Linked DNA regions of Zea mays: region 2 is linked to region 1. A link is a contact called in public Hi-C data. All regions are on one chromosome and are shown on one strand. The core of a region is the stretch at or near the end of the contact, and the rest is flanking DNA. Distances in the headings are between cores, read along the strand shown.

Region 1 (3,255 bases), core at 82-2,581:
AAAAAAAAACATAGGAGAAACAAGACTTGTCAACCCCTAATACAAAGGCCCCTAGGCCGAGACCCCCCTGACATTAACACAACAGGGGTCTGGAGCTGAAAATTCTTTGGCACGCCAGAACAGCAGCACGAACCAAAGAGCTACTACAAAAAGGTGTATTAAAATTTGCCAAACTAAGGCACCAAACCAAACATGCACACTGTTATTGGTACAACTAAGCACTGCTAGATATAATGGAGACCATTGCTGCTATATTTTGTGTCAGTTGGAAATGTTGCTGACTGCTCAATTTCTTATATTTACAGAATATGGTCTGCAAAGCAGAAGAATATAAATTCCTCTCCCATCACAAGCTTGCAAGGCACTCCCCTTTATACTTCAAAGTCTGACTCACCCTCTGGACCATCCAGCATGCACGAAATCTCAGTCCCACTCCTCCACTCTCCATCAACCACTGCATCCTTGCTTCTTATGATTGAATTGGGATGCAACACGAGTTACTCTTAATTTAATTGATAGATAGAAAACATTCAGCAGTTGAATAGCAACAAGGAATAGAATTGGCTGACAAAATCATGTGCGATAGTCTTCATATCAGAAAAAGGTAGCAGACAAATTCTAATTAGGTCCCTAGACTCCTTTAAATGTCTGATAAACATTACTTGACATCCATCTGGAGTTCCTACCTCATAATCCTTGGTGAGTAAACTGCAATAAAAATTTACATGGAATGGGCAGCAATAGCAAAGAGAAGCTGATACAGGCCTAATCTGTGCAAGGCGTACCAAACAATTATCCTAGAGGAGGCGAGCTTGGTGCACCAAGCACCAACGTACAGACCATTCTCAAGTATCAATGCCCTGGTCGCAAACCCCCTAGCCAACACTAGGGTAGCAGATTATTCTCCAGATCAACACTAGGGTAGCAGATTATTCTCCAGACGCAGCCACAGACCGCGACGAACTCCTCCAAGGGGGATCACAGCCATCGGACAGGGCCGCTGCGTCAGACCACCTCGCTAACCCTAAATCAGCTGGCTGCCCGCAACAAAGGGGGAACAAAAGCTAGCCGCAGACGTACATGCATCGGAGAGAGAAAAGAGAGGTAGGGCATTACGGCGCCGGCGCGGCGGCGGAGGAGGCCCGAGGCGACGCGGGACGCCATTCGCCGGAGTCCTCACGGCGGCGGCGGCGGCTTGTGGGGGAGGAAGGGGCAGTGCACCACGGATTCGATTCGGACCCTTTTCTGTAGTTCCCCAATGCAATGTCCCTCTGACTTGCGGAAGGGGGCGGTGTAGTGTCGCGTGCAATTATGGGATCTGGAACTGGAAGGAATGGAATGGGGGCGGCCCGCGGGCCACGGGCGCCCTCTGGTCGCTTCGCGTTCTCCGGTCCGGTGCTGATCCCTCCCAGTCTCCCACACCCACCAGTGTGCCAACCCCTCGGGCCTCGCACCGCGTTCCACTGCACTGCACTGCAGTGCACTGTGACACGCAGCAGCTTCCTTGGTTCCGTTAATTCTGACAGTTGTTCGTGTCTGAGCTCGTTGCCCTGTGGACAATTTTTCGGAGCTTTGTTCCATTAATTTTGTTTTAATAATAATGTGGTGGAGGAAGGTGTTTTATGAACCTTTGTTGCAGGTCTTCGTCTATTTCGTAGTCTGAGCACGTTATGAAAAAACGAACTAATCTCAAGAGAGAGCTACTGTTAGGGAAATGCTCCTGCTGCTAAAGGTCCTCAAAATTAATTGATACTTACGGCTTTTCACAATTTATCTCAGAAGTAATTAACTTATGTTTTACCGAAGGGTGTCAACACAGGTGAGAAGAGAAGCGGAGGAAGATTCGGTTTATGCACTGAGCCGAAGCATGTTGTCGAGGCTGAAGTAGCTAGTCCTGAAACGAAGGAGACCGACATGTCTGCTACTACTTCAGAAGAAATGACAATGATGCCCAGTAATTCTTATAGCTATATGTATAGTGTCAGGTCGGGTACCGTAATTAGGGGTACCCCTAACACTCCTAAACACGGCTGGTAACCACCATCAGCACAAGGTGCAGAGACTGATGGGCACGATTCAGGTCAAGACTTCGTCTACTCAAGGGACGCGATCTCGCCTCGCCCGAGCCCAGCCTCGGGCGGAAACAGAAGTCTCAGACGAATTCTCACCTCGCCCGAGGGCCTCCTCAAGCAGCGGGCGCACCCTCGACTCGCCCGAACCCCAGCTCGGGCAGGCTTCGTTGTGAAGCAACCTTGGCCAAATCGTCTCACCAACCGACCGTATCGCAGACGCATTCAATGCGAGGATCGCCTGACACCTTATCCTGACACATGTGCCTCAGTCGGCAAGGTTGAAGTGACCGCAGTCACTTCGACCTTCCACTGGCCGACCTAACAGGAAAACAGCGTCGCTCGCCCCTCTCCGACTGTTGTGCACCCGCCAGGGTGAGGCTGACAATAACTAAGTTCAGCCTCAGGCGCAACAGGAAGCTCTAGGGCTGGGCATTCGGCTTTTTTTGAAATTTCGGTTCGGTTTTTCGGTTTTAAAAAACTTCGGTTTTCTAGACATTAGAAACCAATCGGTTTTCTAGAAAATGAAAACCAAGAACTTCGGTATCGGTTTTTTACTTCAGTTTTTCGGTAAAAACCGAATACCAAACTTATACTCGAAACAACACATGCAACAAGTTTATATGATAGATTATACATAATTTTAAAAAGTAAAAATTATATAGGTACAAATATTTAGAGATACATCATACATCACATATAAATAAGTGAATAACAATTTAATTGCTTCACACATTTAGTTCACATAATCGAAAAATCAAATTTTACAATTGATAAAGTTTGGTATTCGGTTTTTTTGGTATTTCGGTTCGGTATACAGTGAAAACCGATTACGATACCGAAAACCGAACTTCTCAGATATAAAAACCGAAACCGAACCGAACTACCGAAAAAACCGAAATTTCGGTTCGGTTCGGTACGGTTCGGTTCGGTTTTCGGTTTATGGTAAAAAAGTGCCCACCCCTAGGAAGCTCCGCCTCGCCCGACCTTGGGCCTCGGCCTCAGGAGGAGATCTCCGCCTCGCCCGACCCCAGGGCTCGGCCCCCGCTTCGGCCTCGAAAGGTGGTCTCCGCCTCGCCCGACCCCAGGGCTCGGCCCCCGCCTCGGCCTCGGAAGGTGGTCTCCGCCTCGCCCGACCCCAGGGCTCGGCCCCCGCCTCGGCCTCGGAAGATGGTCTCCGCCTCGC
Region 2 (3,433 bases), core at 44-2,543, 240 kb before region 1:
GACAGTTTTATTTCATTAGAAGTAAAAATAGCAATCACCATATACACTATTTGTCGTTGCGGCTGCAGCTGAAAGCAAGCTATCGTAACAGTTCCTCATATCTTCCATTTCCTGCAAAGTACAATTCCATGTTTGTTGCAAAAGGTGGGTTAAATTTTTTTAATTTCCACTAGAGGGCAGTTGTGGCCCCAAATCTTTTCTTCCTATTACAGTTCACATGAGAAAGTGAATGACTTGTGAATTTGTCTGAAAATTTAAATCATGGATCAGCTTATAGTCCTGTCAAACTTGTACCATATAATAAACTTCAATCACTATCCAACATCACATTCATGTCTGAACAGCTTTCACCATAATTTATCCATTAAGATGCAGTCAAGTAAAGACAGGAACTGTTCATTGTATCTGAGACGGAAATGCTGAAAAAAAAGACTCAATTCCCCTGAATTTCAGAAAACGTATTTCCACTGGTATTGAATATAATAACGCCCAGCAGGCAATGCTAGGTTAAACAAATGATCAGTTCCTCTCATGACGACTTTGAATTGCTGACTGTAGACGAGTTCTAGATAGCTACTTTCTGCGACCCAAGCTTCCTACCGTGGACTTTGACCAGGAAGAAACAGGCCACAAAATGAATACTATGTGCTTCTGGACTCCAAATCTCTAGTGGCCACAATAATACATGAAAGCGATCAAATCCACACATTTCACTGATCATATCCAAATAATGTATGAACAGATTACTAAGTAGAATTCCCAGTCTAAAAGAAAAAGCGCAAAACTATATATAAGAAATAAACACGAAAAAGGATTTATAGCTCAGAAAAGAATGTATAGGCGAAGGTCATTCGATCCTAAAAAATCATCGTGCCCCAGGAACAAATCACTGCGGCCAACACAGCCCATGAAAATCAGCGGCATAAGCAAGCGACGGGACAGCGGCTCCTCGACGAGCACACACGATCCGACTTTAACGCGTAACCACACGGCAGAACGAACGGCAATAACCGAGAGGAATGAACAGAGGCGTTCGCGGCGGAGAGGAGACCTGGGCGGCGTAGACGAGCTCGTCGAGCTTGGCGGACGGCGGGCGGTGGTCCTTCCTCTCCCTGTGGTGGTGGTGGTGATGAAGGGCGAAGCCCCGGAACCTGCGCAATGGCGATTTCATCTCCTTCCACCCTGAATCCCCAGACAGGAAACGCAACTTGGAATCGCAGGCCCTTGATGATGATTAGTATGGGGAGAGGGGGAAGGCGAGGCTGGCTTTCTTCGGCTCTTCGCTGCTGCAGCTCTCAGGCTGAATTTGGGACCAAAACTGATGTGGAGAGAGAGTCGGGGAACGGTCAGTCGTCGGAGAGGAGAGTCTTTATGGCGTGATTTTCGGAGAGAGAATACATGGAGTCATTTATTTTGGTCCATGTTTGACCAAACGAAACCAGCATGACCCAAATATATGGCATAAACAAACATAAAAAAGGTAGTTGCATGGCTGCTCCTGCTTAGAACTTTTAAAGGCAAGTTTGAAAGTAAGGGAAGAGAAACCCGAAAAGACAAGGAAGAAAAATCTCCCGAAAAGACAAGGAAGAAAAATCTCTTAGCACTAGTTTGGAAACTCAAATTTCTTTACGATCCCCTTCATTTCTGTCATGAAAAAGATCCACGGGTCTCTGAGGCCCACCGATCGGAGAGATTGTACGGGATAAGAATCTCTGGACTATATGGAATCACCGACTAGCAGGGGATAAGGGAACTGTCTACCCTGGAAGTGCTCGCCCCCGGATAAACCCCGAGGCACTAAGCTCGGGGTTAGGCGTGGTGGAGCTAGAGAGGGGGACCGCGCGAACCGAAGGAAAGCCACTCGAGGGGATTCCTTGTCTGGCCTAAGACTGACCAGCCATAAGTGGTCGGCTGCATTAACTATTTCTGGCACCGAGCCGCAGTAGAGAACAGTCACACCCGGATTTAAAGGATAAAGTTGGGTGCGTCTCATATGTGCGCCAAGAAAGAACATCACATATAATGACAAAGTGTATAGAAATAAATGTCATAAATATCATAAATATAATTATTACATAACGAAAGTCTTACAAGGAAATAAATAATGATAAAAACGAACTAAATATTATTTTCTGGCGCCACAGAGCTGACTGGGAGACGCCACCTAAATCAACATGTAAGCTTCATTGTAGGGCGGCTCCTCTTCAACCACCTTCTCTTCACATGTGGAGGGTTTATATATCGCAAGAGTGAGCTCACAAAAGATCATAGCTCAACAAGTTGTGGGGAATAATGTGCATGAACTCACCAAAGGTGGGAATTCATGTGAAGTGTAAGGCTGATCAACAAAATAAAAGTTGAAGGTGAGCATTGCTTTTATAAGTTGGTCAAAATTTTATTAGCAGTTACTAAATGTAAGTGAATACTAAACCATAGCAATAGTAAATTAAAATAATAATAAATCCCAATGCGATGCAAATGATAAATTGAATTTAATTCTATAAGTTAATCATGTGAGTGTCCGAGCCGCTCATGACCGTGAGCACGGCTAGTATACCAGTTTTACACTCTGCAGAGGTTACACATCTTTACCCACAAGTCGTGTTACCCATTTGCCACGGGGTTGATCGGACCCCATACACCTCTACCAAGGAAGCGAGGCAGAGTACCACTACGAGGCCTTTACAAAGTTCCACTAGCTTCAGAAAACCCACTACAGTTTCTAGGAAGCTACAATGCAGGGAACCCTCGCCTGACCGCCATCGCAGCAAAATTAACCCAAGGGCCTCCCCACACTGACCACTCCCATACTGCCCTTGCCCCTATCGGGTAAGGTAGTCCTCCACTAGCTTTCCTAGTTAGTCAGTCAAGGGTGTCCCATACCACCCTTGTGGTAGCACTGTTTTCCGGGTGGTTCTCCATGTTCCCATTAACATAATCATCTTGTCATGAACAGTAAATAATAAACTGATAATAAAAGTGTAATCATGTATAATGTATATCTCCATGCCCAAAACCACATAAAGCAATAGCAGGTACTACCCAAAAATTCAGTGGTAAAACAAGGTATAAAGATAGCCAAACTAGGGTAACCTATTGGGTCCCATCAAAATTAACCTATACAGATCATTATGATTAATAAGAACATGACTGGGTAAAAAGAGGTGATCAAGGGCACAACTTGCCTTCAACGAGCTCCTGCTCGGCAATCTCCACCTGCTGAACCCCTGGATCCTCTGTGGCTTGCTCGTCTACTCGCGACAATACAAACAAACATAGTATAGCAGAAATTAACATCACACCTAACAACATAACAAAATGCATTATAATATTCTACGTTGCGTAATGAGATCGTAGGAACAAGAATCACTAAATTTGGATTTACAGTTATTTAGTTATGATTTTCTGGAGTTATTTAGTACCTAGAATAGAG

Evidence for each region. A called contact is a pair of places that touch in the nucleus more often than the background predicts.
Region 2: a contact with region 1 is called in a Hi-C map of leaf, with 9 times the contacts expected there. The contact joins the promoter of LOC100278683 here to the promoter of LOC100280624 in region 1. A contact is called at or near these places in 8 of 25 Hi-C or Micro-C datasets (ear, endosperm, leaf and 2 more).

Annotation. Positions count from the first base shown.
Region 1 is chr10:113,012,141-113,015,395 of Zm-B73-REFERENCE-NAM-5.0, reverse strand. It overlaps LOC100280624 (dihydrolipoyllysine-residue succinyltransferase component of 2-oxoglutarate dehydrogenase complex), which reads right to left and starts at 1,331. Exons shown (of 13, transcript NM_001153542.1): 1 at 1,117-1,331. The coding sequence starts at 1,164.
Region 2 is chr10:113,256,389-113,259,821 of Zm-B73-REFERENCE-NAM-5.0, reverse strand. LOC100278683 reads right to left here and starts at 1,293. Exons shown (of 11, transcript NM_001371665.1): 1 at 1,052-1,293; 2 at 39-111. The coding sequence starts at 1,171.